2 separate regions of the Mus musculus genome follow, and region 1 is linked to region 2. Evidence: chromatin contacts called from public HiChIP or PLAC-seq data. All regions are on one chromosome and are shown on one strand. Each heading gives the region's core, a stretch centred on a gene start, on an enhancer-like site or on the middle of the called end of the contact. The rest is flanking DNA. Distances are from core to core; before and after follow the strand shown. Region 1 has its middle 12 kb from the start of A430010J10Rik. Region 2 overlaps Gng12 (guanine nucleotide binding protein (G protein), gamma 12).

The links. HiChIP or PLAC-seq counts read pairs in DNA pulled down with a chosen protein or histone mark.
Region 1: an H3K4me3 HiChIP or PLAC-seq map of bone marrow-derived macrophages shows a contact between it and region 2, with 4 times the contacts expected there. The contact joins two enhancer-like sites. A contact is called at or near these places in 2 of 484 Hi-C or Micro-C datasets (cerebral cortex and hematopoietic stem and progenitor cells), 3 of 115 datasets of contacts at active chromatin or transcription factors (bone marrow-derived macrophages and embryonic stem cells) and 1 of 9 other capture datasets (embryonic stem cells).

What each region holds. Positions count from the first base shown.
Region 1 is chr6:67,166,521-67,173,280 of GRCm38.p6, reverse strand. No RefSeq gene overlaps it. Among named protein-coding and RNA genes, the nearest start is that of A430010J10Rik, 12 kb to the right of the region's middle. Within about 2 kb of position 2,915, at least 83 of the 459 cell types and tissues checked have an H3K27ac peak or open chromatin away from gene starts, as enhancers often do. A contact at or near this core is called in bone marrow-derived macrophages, where this site is marked.
Region 2 is chr6:66,909,264-66,916,674 of GRCm38.p6, reverse strand. Gng12 (guanine nucleotide binding protein (G protein), gamma 12) reads right to left here. Exons shown (of 5, transcript NM_025278.5): 2 at 2,165-2,222. The region is part of intron 1 of 4930597O21Rik (a long non-coding RNA gene); the gene reads left to right. Among named protein-coding and RNA genes, the nearest start is that of 4930597O21Rik, 11 kb to the left of the region's middle. Within about 2 kb of position 5,809, at least 158 of the 459 cell types and tissues checked have an H3K27ac peak or open chromatin away from gene starts, as enhancers often do. A contact at or near this core is called in bone marrow-derived macrophages, where this site is marked.

The sequences.
Region 1 (6,760 bases), core at 1,666-4,165, 260 kb before region 2:
TGTTTAAATTCCAAGCCATGTCTCCAACCCCATGATTTTTTTAATATGAGCCCTTATCTCTATAAGCTTTACTCATAGGACTGCCTTGGCTGCATCTCAGAGGTCCTGATAGGATGGGTTTCCACTATTATTTGTCTCTAGAAATTTTTGTTTGTTTATTTCTCTCTGATTTTTTTGGATGATTCCCTGTTCATATGTTGTTCACTCTTCAGTATTTTTGTGGTTTCTCTTATTTTTATTGCACCATGGTCTGATAGGATACAAACAATTATCTCATTTTTTTACTTGCTCCAGTTCACCAATAGTATATTTTAGCCTTAAAGTTTCTTTACTTGTTTTTAATTAGGAAAACCTATCTAAGTATGAGAATAGACTATCGAAGTTTCCCTCTATATTGTATCAGGATCTTTGTGGTCTTTTATGTCTTTTAGTGTTTGTTTTTATTAAATTAGGAGTTACAATGTTTGGTGCATGAAGGTTTATAATTGTTATATCTTCTTAATGAATTGTTCCATTTGTTAATATGTAATGTCCTTTCTCTTCTAATTAGCTCTAGTTTGAGATTTATTTTGTCTGATAAAAAAATAGCTATGCAAGTTGTTTATGTTTTCCATTTTCTTATAGTTTGTTTTTCATCCTTTGATGTTAAGTTTGGGGTATCTTTACCAGTTAAGTGTGTTTGTTGGATACCTTATACAGTCGTTGTTTCTTATTTTTTTTTTTTTTAAATAAATAAATCTTTTTTTTTTAAATTTTATTTATTTATTATATGTAAGTACACTGTAGCTGTCTTCAGACACCAGAAGTGGGCACCAGATCTCGTTATGGATGGTTATGAGCCACCATGTGGTTGCTGGGATTTGAACTCAGGACCTTCGGAAGAGCAGTCAGTGCTCTTAACCGTTGAGCCATCTCTCAGCCCCTGTTTCTTATTTTTTAATCTAATCCATTAGTCTGTATCTTTTCAGTGATAAGTTGAGACCACTTACATTTAAAGTTATTATAGAAAAGGGTTTGGGGGGCTGGCAAGATGGTCCAGAAGGTAAGAGCACTGACTGCTCTTCTGAAGGTCCTGAGTTCAAATCCCAGCAAGTACATGGTGGCTCACAACCACCAGGAGATCGGACGCCCTCTTCTGGAGCATCTGAAGGCAGCCACAGTGTACTTATGTATAATAATAAATTAATCTTTGGGTTGGAGCAAGCAGGGCCGACCAGAGCAAGTGGGGTTGACCAGAATGAGCAGAGGTTCTAAAAATTCAATTCCCAACATGAAGGCTCACAACCATCTCTTCAGCTACAGTGTACCCATATACATAAAATAAATAAATAAATCTTTAGAAAAAGAAAAAAAGAAAAGGGTTTGCTTTTTCTGTAAATGTGTTAGTCATTTGTTTTGTTTTATTTGATTGTTCACATCATTTTCCTTCTCATTTTAATTGAGTTGCTGTTTTGTATATACTTTCCTTTCCAAGTCTAGTTTATTTATCTGAAGTTGGGCTCTGTTTCGTCTTCCTTTCTGTAAAGTACTCCACTAAGAACTTTCTGTAGGGATGGCTTGGTTCTCATGAGTTGCCTTAATTTGTGTTTGTCTTGTTATCTTTCTGTAAGTTTGGAAAGATGGCTTTGCAGGGGATAGCAGTGTTGGTTCACAGTTGCTTCCTTTCAGAGCTTGACCTCATATCCTCAGAGATCTCATATCCTCAGAGATCTCATATCCTCAGAGATCTGCCTAACTTTCCCTCCTAGGTGCTGGCATTGAAGAAGTGCCTCACCACACCCAAGCTATTTGCTTTCAATGTTTTAATCTCCTTGCTAAATTTCGTATTTTGAACTTTTGCCTTCAATTTAACTGTTACATTCACTTCGGAAGGGTGTCTTGTCAAGGTTCTGAATAGATTTTAGCTTGTGCATCTTTGAATCTTTTATGTGATTGCTAGTTTTTCTAAACAGTAAAACTCTAAATTCTTTTTCAGACATTTCAGCTTTCTCTGTAATAAGTTTGTGTTTTCTTTTCTTTTCTTTTTTTTAAGATTTTATTATTATAATTTAAGTACACTGTAGCTGTCTTCACCAGAAGAGGGCGTCAGATCTCAATCCAGATGGTTGTGAGCCACCATGTGGTTGTTGGGATTTGAACTCAGGACCTTCAGAAGAGCAGTCAGTGCTCTTAACCACTGAGCCATCTCTCCAGCCCACGTTTGTGTTTTAAAGGGGGTTCATCAGTGAGTGATGATAGATCCTGGGTTGTAGTATATTTTTTTTTGTTGCTTTATCATGCTTTATGCTTCTGTTGAAGTGGATTTGTTTTGAAACCATGTTCTTCCAAGTCTATGACCTTGGTCGCCTCTGGATTCTATGAACCTACTAGAGCTAAAATAACAAATTTCAGACCGCTGCAGCGATGTTTGTCTACTATTAGGAGTTGTGGCTAGAGTCAACGGCCTAAAGCAACCTATGGGCGTACAGCTGTACAAACTCCAGGTCCTGCAGTGATCAGTGGGACCCCAGAATCATAACCCCAACCCCACTCTGACCTCAGAGACCTTTGGAAGCAAAGCTCCAGACTCTCAGGGAGTCCTGGATACACAGAAGCCAAACCTCATGCTCTGCACTGACCTATTAGGCCATTGTACTGAACTAGTCTCTATAATTTATTTAAAATTAAGTCATAGACTTTAGTAGAAGGATCTGTTTCTAATTCTGCAGAGAGCGAAGCAGCTCAGTAGCAGCTGCTGGGTGACACGGGTCCCACCACTGTAGGTTTCGCTTTCATTTCTCCTAGGTGCTGGGTTTTTCATGATGATTCCTAAACAAAGGCTCACTTGTTGGCAAGAGACCTGGCCAGTCCTGTACGAGCTATTTGCAAGCCAGGTGGGTTAGCGGAGATTCTGCCTGGCTCTGAGCTCCCTCTACAGGTTGGTAACAGGTTCTACATGATCCTTGCTTAATCTTATTGCTCAGCTTGAACTTTTAGCCCAGGAGTTTGAACTTCACAAATACTCTGACCCCTCAGAGCAGAAACCATTCAGAAAGCATTGCAGTGAGTGAATGAATGAATGAATGAATGAACGAATATAATCAACCTTGATCCAAGCCTGGGTTTAGCTCACATGGCATCATTTGATTTGTTTGCATTTCAGTCACAAAACAGCCAGATCTCTCCAGTTCCAGTGCACTATGACCCTTGGTGCAAACTGTCCTCAACTCTCACAGCACGGAGGAACTTGGGTCAAACCTTGTATTCGTAGGTTTGACTTCAGTCCGATGTGGCCTTTACAGACTTCGGGGAGAATATTTTTTAGCAATCACATATTTAAAGATTGTTTAGTTACAATTCACACACATTTATAAAGTAAGCAATCATAAGTTGGCACTTAATGACGCATCGGACAGAGGGAAGTACGTGCATTTTCTCACCTGATCCATATCAGAAACCTATAACGTAGGAGCAGGGCTTTGAATAAGAATTGTCCCCCCCCCCACCCCCCATAGGCTCGCCTATTTGAAGGTTTGGTTCCCAGTTTGTGAGTAGTTTAGGAAGGATTGGGAAGTGCGGTCTTATTGAAGGAGATATGTCATTGGGAGTGGGATTTAAGGTTTCAAAACCATACACAAGGTCTAGTCTCAAATTTTCTGCCTGCTGCCTGGGAATTAGGATGTAAGGTCTCAGCTACTGCCCCAGAGTCTTACCTGCCTGCCTGCCTGCCTGCCTGCCTGCCTACCTGCCTGCCACCCCATTCCTTGCAATGCTTGTGATGGATTCTCCCTCTGAATCTGTAAGCAAGCCTCAACTAAATGCCTTCCTTTATAAGCTGCCTTGACCATGGAGCTAGCCCGGGAGTGCCTTTGATCTTCAAGGGCCGTCCATTCTTCTAAGCATCAAAAGCTGCTCTTCTTTTCGTCTCTTCCTTTTGCACAGTGTCAGGAGTCACATGCACTCTGAAATCTTCATAGCAGGTTCCAACTTATGCACAGTGTTCCAAGGACCAGCCTGGACTACGTTTGGGTTCCTGAGACTGAGGTCCGAAATCCTATTAGGAAAAAAATTCTAAAAGAGCTGTGTTTCTCTCTATAGATTTTCTGACCAAATCAGAAATCCTGTTAAAAACATTCTAAAAGATTTGTTCACTCTCTAGACAGCTCAGCTCTTTTTTTTTGGGGGGGGGGGGGTTCGAGACAGATAGCTCTGACTGTCCTGTAACTCACTCTGTAGACCAGGCTGGCCTTGAACTCAGAAATCCACCTGCCTCTGCCTCCCAGGTGCTGGGATTAAAGGCATGCACCACCACTGCTCGATTGAGAAGAATCCTTAAAAAAAAGGAAGTGCTATCACTTTTTGCTAGCTCATCTCATGCAGAACAAAAGCCCAGTTTTCTATTTACATATCAATTCAGTTGTTTAGTCCAGGTTCCCTCTTAACCATCCCACAAATCAGCATTCTGCAACTTTTAGTCCCAGGATTGTTAGGAAGTGAAAGCAAGCATAGCTGAGTCCAGACAAGTTGCACTTTTCAGGAAAATGGAGTTGAAACAAGATTGATTACTGGTGGGCAGGAACGCACCAGGAGTGCTTAGATATGCATGACTTGTTAGGTTTCTAAGGCGGCTTAAAAGAGATGGGAAGCAGAAAAAGAGAGGCATCTGACTTTAGACGGGTGGGATCGTGTTCATTGGCTGACACTCACTCACATCCACGGGGGTGGTTGAGAATGCCTGGGCGTGGGGGTAAGATGGCTGTGACCCTTTTTAGGAGTGAAAATGACTGTAGCACTCTTTCCTCCCATAGTCCCTCCTCCCTTTCATGTGGATTTGCCCGGCTGCAGGGGAATCTGGGAATTGTAGTTTTTTTTTTTAGTCAGGAAACTATCAACTCTGGCTTCAATTTAAACCTAACCTCACGTTTGGCTCTGGAAGAGGAATCCTGATCAGCTGTTCTCTTTGTCCCTCTTCCGTTTTCAGCTCTTTCACTGTGAACTTGGCTGTTTTAACTGGCTTACTGGTGGAAGAACTTGGTTAGGGTTTCATGTGGCATAGACTGAAACAGACAATAAAGGCAGAGGTCTTTATGATTATGTTATGTTGCTGCAACACTGTCCTTAGCCACTGCAGCCCCGGAAGTCACAACCTGGTTTGCTGGAGCAGAAGTGACTAGCCTTTTTTTTTTTTTTTAAACCTGTTGAGAATGGAGTCTAGGGTTTTATACACGCCAGTGTTCAGCATCTCCAGCTGCTGGCCAACTGTGTTTCAAATGGGAAAGACAAGACCTTGCAAACAACGTAAAGAATAACTAGCTGGAGAAGTAAATGATTCAAAGAGGAAACACAAAGCTTCGAGTCTCCTCCAAACACTTCCATCTTTTCCCACTTGTTTGCTCCTTGAACGCCTGACTATCTCTTGCCCAGATTTGCCTCATTGTAAACATAAGGTACCTCAGGACCTTGGACATTCTAAGCCTCGCTCTCCCAGTAGTGTACTGTGCCCCGAGCCCAGCTTACTGTTTTTATGCCCTCCGTCCTTATAGCTAGAGCACCTCTGTGTACTGAGGCAGCCATCTGTGCAAACACTTGCAAAGAGTGGCCACTTACTGATCAGCCCCAAGTAGATCCAGACAATTCCTTCATGGTCAAGACTTAACGTTTTGCTAACACTGGGTGGATGACAGGAAATTACACGTATCTCCCTTGGTAATCAGAATGGTAAACAGAAATGTCAGGTAGAATTAAATGACAGCAATGAAGACATGCACAGATCACCTGGGGCGTGACGTGACATCCTGTGCTCACGACCATCGTGTGTTAGCTAATGTGGTGTTAGGCAGTGCTCTCACCCCCTTGGAGGAGACTAATCTCTCTACTTTTGTGTGTATGTGCCCTGGGATCAGAACCAGGTGTAGTGTATGCTAGGCAAGCACCTCTTAAAATGGGCTATACCTCTAACCCTCTTTGTGGTTTAATTCTGAAAGTTAATTGAAATAACCCATCTAAAGGGTTGGAAACATGGGCTAAATGCCAGGCTTGGTTTCTTACTCTTGTTTGTTTCTTTTCTATTTTTAAGATTCATTCAAAAGTCTTTAAATGGTGTGAATATGAATGAGTGTAAGTACCAGCAGAGGATGTCGGATCCTGGGCGGCTGGATTTATAGAAGTTCCGTGTTGTCCTATGTGGATGCTAGGAACCAAACTTGTGTCCTCCGCAGGCACAGCCAGTGTTCTTAACCTCCCAGGTCATCTCCTTAGCTCTCAGGCTGGGCTTTGAGGCTTTGGTTTCTCCCCTCAGAGAAATCTGCTGAGAAAGAAAACTCAATTTGACTTTTTTTTGTCTCAAGCCAGTGCACTAGGTGCTGGCTATACATATCTTATGAAATTTGAAAGGGCCCACAGTGGTGGTACAAAACACACTTTTAGGTAAACATCTGTGGTGTTGACATACCAAGGTACATGAGTCAAGTCTTACTGGTACCAGTCCCACAGTGCACACATTTGCTATTTTCACTAAAAGGTCTCTCATCTTCTCTTATAAACTTTATTATTTAAAAGGAACCTTGAAAATACAATCAAACAACACACATACACCAAAATGAAACAGCTCCAAGGCCTATATACCTCAATGAACTTCTTTTTATTTTATTTTAATTTTTTAAAGATTTATTTATTGATTTGTTATGTATGTGAGTACACTGTAGCTGTACAGATGGTTGTGAGACTGCATGTTGTTGGGAATTGCATTTTTAGGACCTCTGCTCGCTCCGGTCAACCCTGA
Region 2 (7,411 bases), core at 4,560-7,059:
GATAAATATCCAGTGCATATTACTAAACAGGATAAACCACTTTGAAAGGTTATACATTACGGCAATCTCAACTGGTGGACACTCTGGAAAAGCTAAACTACTGAGACGGTAGAAACAACAGTGGTTGCTGGGGTTGGCGCTGAAGGAGGATGGAAGCACACAGAGAACAGAGTGCTTCCAGGGCTACGCAACTGTTGTGTAGAACACTACAGTAGTGAATATAGGTTACAGAGTTTTCAAAACCTATAGAAAATGGGACCCAAAGACTGAACCCTAACATCTCTGTCACTGAGACACACACTACAACTTTTGGCGGTGCCGCTGAAAAAAATTAAAAAGCTCACCATACCCATAAACTGTAATATAAAGCAGAGTCTGGTATAATAAAGTAATATCCCTGGGGTATCCAGGAGCATCAATAGCTATACCCCTTCTCACTGACCAATGTCTCAGGTTCCCACAGAGGCTGTTTCAGTGATGATACCTTCTGCTTAGAGCAAACCTTTCAAAAAGTACTAGTGTAGTTACTTCCCTGGACCCAGCTTGCTGCTGCTGCAGAGGAAGCTGTCTTGTCAAAACTGAATGGCACATTCCTGAAGCAAATGGAATCTACTGACTGATGGATGCTCTGCCCTACCAGCTAAAATTCCTGTCTTAGAATATAAGTCTGAGAGCTACTCCGGCCATATCGACATTGACACCTGAGAGAGTTTTACTTGCTGAAGAAAACAAGGCACCAAATACTGAAATTGAGACTTAGCACTGCTAAAGATCAGAAAGCCAAAGAGTGAAGAGGGAAGAGAGAACCTTAATTGAGAAAATGCCCCTACCAGAATGGCTCACTGTGGTTTCGGATGGTGTAAGAAAGCAGGTTGAACAAGCCATATGAGGAACACACCAGTAAGTAGCACTCCTCATGGCCTCTGCATCTGTTCCTGTCTCCAGGTTCTTGCCTTGAGTTCCTGCCCTGACTTCCCTGGATGATGGGCTATAAAAGCTATAATCTGAAATAAACCCTTTCTTCCTCAATCTGCTTTTGGTCATGGTGTTTGATCACAGCACTAGAAGCCCCATCAAAGTCAAGGGAAGGGCATCTGCTTTGGTTTCTGAGATGAAGCACCTTACGGGGGTGACAGCCAGGTTAGAGAAGGCCTACCTCGGCCGTGTCAGCCTGACCTCACTGCCTTCCCAGGCCATGCCTCACAGGAGTGGAGGGCTTTGAGTCTCTGGTCTCACAGTGACAATCACCTGGAAACACCGAGTTCATCCAACTACACCGTCTTAGAGAACAGAGACCCAATCCATAACGAGTATGCAAACCGAAATGCTTCCAGACACAACAGCATAGTTTTGAAAAGAAAATAAAAAAGCTTGTGAAGAAAGCTCCTTCCATGACTTTTAAAGTGCAAGCTTCTTCCAACACATCTGGGAGGAACAGACAGGTATTAACGTCAGCTGGGAGATGAGGACACAGAGGCACAGACATGTCATTATAAGTAGAAAGCAGATCTAATCAAAAAGCATCCAAAGAGGGGGCCCCAGAGATCCCTCGTCCAGCCTCACTGGGCAAGAGATACCCTTTGAAAGGGGAGAAGGTTCGGCCTCCCACTGGGCCACAATGAGGAGCACGAGGCTAAACTCATTCCCTCTTGAAGCCCCAAAATGGACATAATTATATACATTTAAATTCTCAACTGAGCAAGAGAAAGCAACACAGTCAACATCTAACACTCAAGAGCCATGTATGGTGGCTCCCACACGAGGCAGAACAGACAGTTCGGAGTTGCAGGGTGCCCTACCACACAGATGCCGCAGCCTGCACTGTGTGAGACAAGGCTGTAGTTGCTGGCTCCTGCCGCTGGACTGGGAGTCCTGGAGCTGCTTTCAAGCAGGCCTATGAATGTGGGCAAAACTGAGCCTCCCTCCACTCTTCCTCATAAAAAAGTCTTTCTGCAGTAACATCCTAGAACTCTGCTCACAAATGGGAGACTATTCAATCTATCTATCCTGTCCACGTTGACCCCTTATCAAATCAGACCAAGAGAAGAACATCATTGGATACTTAGTACTTCCTGCAGGATCAGTCACTAAGTCCAAGTTCAATAGCATGCTTTAAGTATATCCAAGTTAACATATGAAGCAGTCATAAAAAGACTTTACTCACCAGAAAAGCCAGCTGGAAATAGAGAAGATGCTCACCCCAAAGTCCTTCCCATATGAACCTACAGAAGAAAAAGTTTGCAATTTAGGAACGAAATTCTTGTTTCTCCAGAATGAGTTTTGTTTCTTTTTGCTACAGAATAGAAATGGTATGGTTATGAGATAAGTATGAATTAATGCCTAAACATTGAAGGCCCTTTTCAACAGACATCGCATTATTTCTTTCTAGGGTAGAGCTCTGACAGCTTTGCTTCCAGCCTTTATCTCCACCCATGGAAAACATCTCATGCAAATTTCCCACCTCTTGGAAGATAGATGAATGCAAGAGTATGGTGGTTTGACTGAGAATGGCCCCCACAGGCTCTTATGTTTGAATGCTTGGTCCCCACTTAATGGAATTGTTTGGGTTGGATTAGGAGGCACAGTCTTTGTTAGAGAAGATGTATCGTTGAGAGTGGCCTTTGAGGCTTACAAATCCCACATCTCAGGTGTTGACTTCAGCTAATAAATGAGGAAACCAAGGCACAGACAGGTCATTATGATTACAAAAGCCATGTAATTTCAGGAGCCAGGAGAGACAATGGAGGGGAAGGAGGATAGAGGAGGCTAAAGTTGCCTGGCTCCCTCTGCCTACTGTCTGTGGAACAGGATGCAAAACCCTTAGCTACTGCTCCTGCAACATGCTGTCTCCTTCCCACCCTGATGATCATGGATCAACCCTCTAAAATGTAGAAAGCTCCCAACTAAGTACTTTCTTCTGTAAGTTACCTTGGTCATGATGTCTCCTCACAGCAATAGAACAGTAAATAAGACAGAGTGTGTTTTAAGAGGTAAATAGTGGCTTATGCCTCTAATACTAGGACTTGGGAAGTCGAAGCAGGAGGACTGCCATGATTTTGAGGTTAGCCTGGCCAACACAGTGAGTTCTATCTAAGCCAGCATGGGTTAAAGTGGTTTGGTGATCTCACTATACTCTACTGGGGAAATTCAAAAGCAATGTTCCATGCCAATGAAAACAAAAACCTCAAATCACTGCACCAAAGGGAATTATTTATCCTGGGAGAATTCACAGAAGGCTGGACTGTGGCAATTTTAGCATCCTCCCTTCCCCCCACTGTCTCTCCTGGCTCCAGCAATTATAATAATTAAGCTTCAGTTAATTAAAATGGCAATAGGAAGTGTCAAATACAGTCATAAACACATTGATAATTAACTCACACCTCACAGGAATTCATTTCTAGTTTGCCATAGAGGACACCTAGACATGGAAAGCTTAAGTAAGTTCTTCAAGGTCACACAAGTTGAAGGTGGCAGGGCTGAGATTTATAAACTATCTATCAGGCTTCTGCATTGCCAACATGCAAAACCCCTTTTTCAATACTGTCAATAGATATTTTAAAAATCATTACAAAACATTTTGGTGACATACAACCAAAGAGAAAAAAGGGATTGTGCCTGTATAGCAAACAGCTTCCAGGCTTGTCCTAGTACCCTTCCAGACTGCCATTCTTGAATCTTTTCTTTTGAGTTCTGGAGAACACCAAACTCTTAATTCTTTCCCAACATTTACTCTTAAACCCCCTTGGCAGTGTTTTTTGATAAATTAACAACAAAAAACACAAACAAACAAAAAACAAGATAGAAAAGCCTTTGACTTCAATGTAACAGTCAATTAAAGACATCCACCAATGAAACTTCAACTACAGGTGGATTCTTAGCAACGATACCTTACAGGAAACAGAGACTGAGTGGGTCCTGGCAACTCCACCCCACGAAGTTGTTATGATGGTAGGCTCTTCGGATGCTCAACCTGCCATCTCTTCCCCGGACTTTATACTGAGGATGCTGACTCTGCTGAGCCTCAAGCTTTAGAAAGCTGGAAATACTTTTTGTGTTTTATATACTTCAGAGAACAATCTTGTGACCAATAAAAGACAGAGTCTTTCAAAGGTACAAAGAAAGAAAAATAACTGATAATCATTAACAACAATAAAATACCAACACAAAAAGCCTGAGCTAGTCTGCTGTCCATATGTGCATCCTTGGACAAGCCAGTGTGCCTGTCATAACTGTAGTTTTCTCCTTGTAAAATTAATTACACTTTCTTTAGAAGGTTTCAATACCTGGTCGAGTGTAAGCGCATGGATGGGTATAGGGGCTCATTCTTGGAGTCCTTGGATTGGAAAGGCCAAGGCAAGAAAATCAATAGCTTACTACCAGCCTGGACTACAAAGTCAGTTCCAGATCAGCCTGAGCTACAGAGGCAGAGTTGCCAAAACCAAACCAAACCAAAACAACAAAAACAAAAACAAAACAACCCCCAAACAAAAATAGACAGACAAACAAAGGAATAAAAACAAGGAAGAGAGGGAGATTGGGAAAGCAGATACAATAAACAACAGTTTCTCTTAATCAAATGTCATAAACATTTCAAGACCAAGTTGTATCCTTTAGATTTCATTTTTAATAATTAACAGGTTTGTGAGCATAAATTTCTCAAGGGATGCCTACTTTCAGGTTTTTTGGGAACATTCTTGAGAGAGAGAGAGAAACACATATGGTTTAGAAATTCAAGACAAGCAAAACATTTGTTAAAAACAAACAAAAAAAAAACAAGAAAAACAAGAAGAGAAGAGAATTGAAAAGAAAAGAAAAGAAAAAAGAAAAGAAAAAAGAAAAGTGACCCTGTTTGGCCTTGAACCTAAAACTGCAGATTTCATGTGAATTCAAATAGTCCACATGCCTTTCCTGAAAGTCACAGATAAATTAAATGTGCTGGACATGAATTTCATGTTAAGCATGAAAACAATTTCTCATAAAAACTGGAAGTCCACGTGGCCTTCAAAGAACAATTTGCTCCTATACTCCATGTTATAGCAAGGTGGTCAAGAGTTAACCCTCAATGTCTCAGAATATTAAAACCCTGTCTTCTCTGGAAAAATACTTGCTGACCTGCCTCAGAGCCTCAGCTGATGGCACTCGGAACTGTGGGCCTCACCTGTGCTGAGCTGTGGTGTGTGGAAATGGAAACAGACAGTATTCCTCTGAGGGCATTCTGTTTTGTTCCTCCACAAGAGGATGCAGTAACAATTTAAATGTAGAAGTTTCTGGTTTGACCCCACCCCCTTTAATGGGTGGATTACACAAGGCCTGACAAATTTCAAGGAAGGGGCTTGCATGGATCTGTGCTCAAAGGCTCCTCGGAGACCTCATATGTAGATGAGAAAACCAAATGGAATTCCTGACTCTTGAGCAGCCAGGGACTGATTCTGTCCTGACACAGAGCAGAATTCATCTGGCACCCTACAAGGTTCTTACACTGAACCTCGCTTGAGCTCCACAGGGGCACTGCCTTTGGATCACACCCAGAAGGGCTGACTCCACAGGTCTGGGTGCGGTTGGGTGTCGTGATTTTTCAGTCACTCCCAGTTGACAAGCGTGTGACCCACACCCTGGGAACTTTGGCTTCAGGAAAGCTGTTGGATCCTACTCCCTGAGCACCGCTTTCTCTCTAACTAAACGACACACTTAAAGGAACACAATGTCAAACACTCTTCAACTGTTTCAAGTCAGGAGGGTTAAGGTCAGAGCCTTCCTGTGTGCGCAGCCCTCCCCTCTGCCTGCCTACACAATAAAGATTACAACACCAAGTGAGTGAGTAAGCAGAGCGCATGCTTCCCAGCAGAAGGTAAAAGGGAATGCTCTGAGAGGACAGAAGGCTTGTGTACCAAGAAGCAGTCTGTGGCAGCCTCCCCTGCCCTTTGGACTTCTCCACATGGCTTTCCATCCCCTGAGCTCCACCTGGCTCCTCCTGCTGGACCCTAGTTAGTTACAAGTCATTTACTCTCAGGGACCAGGCCTCTTCTCCCTTCCTCCACTCTCTGGCAGCTACAGCTGGTTGCTCTTCCCAGCCTCTCCCTCGGTTTCCAGGTGGACCTTCACACTCATAAATACCTTCAGGGCAGCCGAGAGGCTGCTGGGTGGGGTGTTCCCTAGGGCTCTCCCTTAGGCTAGGCTCTGGCTCACTCAACCTTCCCATGCCTGGTTGAAGCCAGGTGACAGACAACAAGGGGCTGAACATGGCCAAGCTCTCAAGCCTTGGGATTGAGTTCACAAGAAAATATAAAGCCAGGAAAACAAGGGGCACAGGCTTCTAATCCTATCTTTGCCATTCATCTGCCATCTTAAATGACTCTGGGCAAATATCAGAAGCTATCTAGAAGTGCCTAAGTTTCCCTACCTGTAAGGTAGAAATTAATGTTTTGACCTGATTCTTCTTGAAGCTTCTGAAAACTATCAAATTATCTGTTCCTTAATTCAATACATCTCAAAACATAGACTTATATATATTAACATGCCTGTCATACTATGAATGAAAATATGCCACTGAGATCCAACATATTGAGAAGACAAAACGTACAGGCAAAACTATCCAGTCCAATGTAATCATTAGTATACTGGTTGACTAGCTTGTTACAGTAAACATAGACAAGAAAATATATTAATGTGCCCAGATTAAAGTATAGAGAGCAAAGTCACACCAAGCAATTTATTTATTTATTTTTATTATTATTATTACTTTGGTTTTTCGAGACAGGGTTTCTCTGTATAGCTCTGGCTGTCCTGGAACTCACTCTGTAGCAATTTATAAACTCTGAAGTCAGGCACTTTTCTACATGCACATACTCGAGCGCTTCTGGGCAATCTTGAGAGAGGCAGATGCTATTAGCCTTGGGTCACAAAGGAAAGGTCTCAGACTTTGGGAGGAAGTTGTTCAACCACATGGCTGGAGTATTACAGCGAGGCTTCAGCCACTGTCTTGACATTAGACATGCATCTCCATCTTCTGTCACACTGCCTCTGTCTTAACAACCTGTGAAACCATTCCTGACTCCTCCTAGCCCTTCTCAGACAGACTCAGTCTCCCCGACACTGTCCTTATACTCCTTGCCTCATAGACCTTAGAACAGTGAGGACTACATACATCACTTGTGCCTCAGACACATCTTCTTAATGGGTCAACAATACACGAGATTAGGCTGGGTCAACGAGATAGGCAGAAGCTCAATGGTTAAAGAAAAACCTTCTCATAGTTGACTACCCTCCTTGTGTTCTCAAACCTTATGATAGGTGCTTAGTGAGTGTGCACTAGACCTCAGCAGACAGAGGGTAAAAAACTGACTGGCTATTACCAACTCACTTCGGAAGAACACTTTTGTAAAATGCAATAAAAAAGATTTCCTAGAAACTG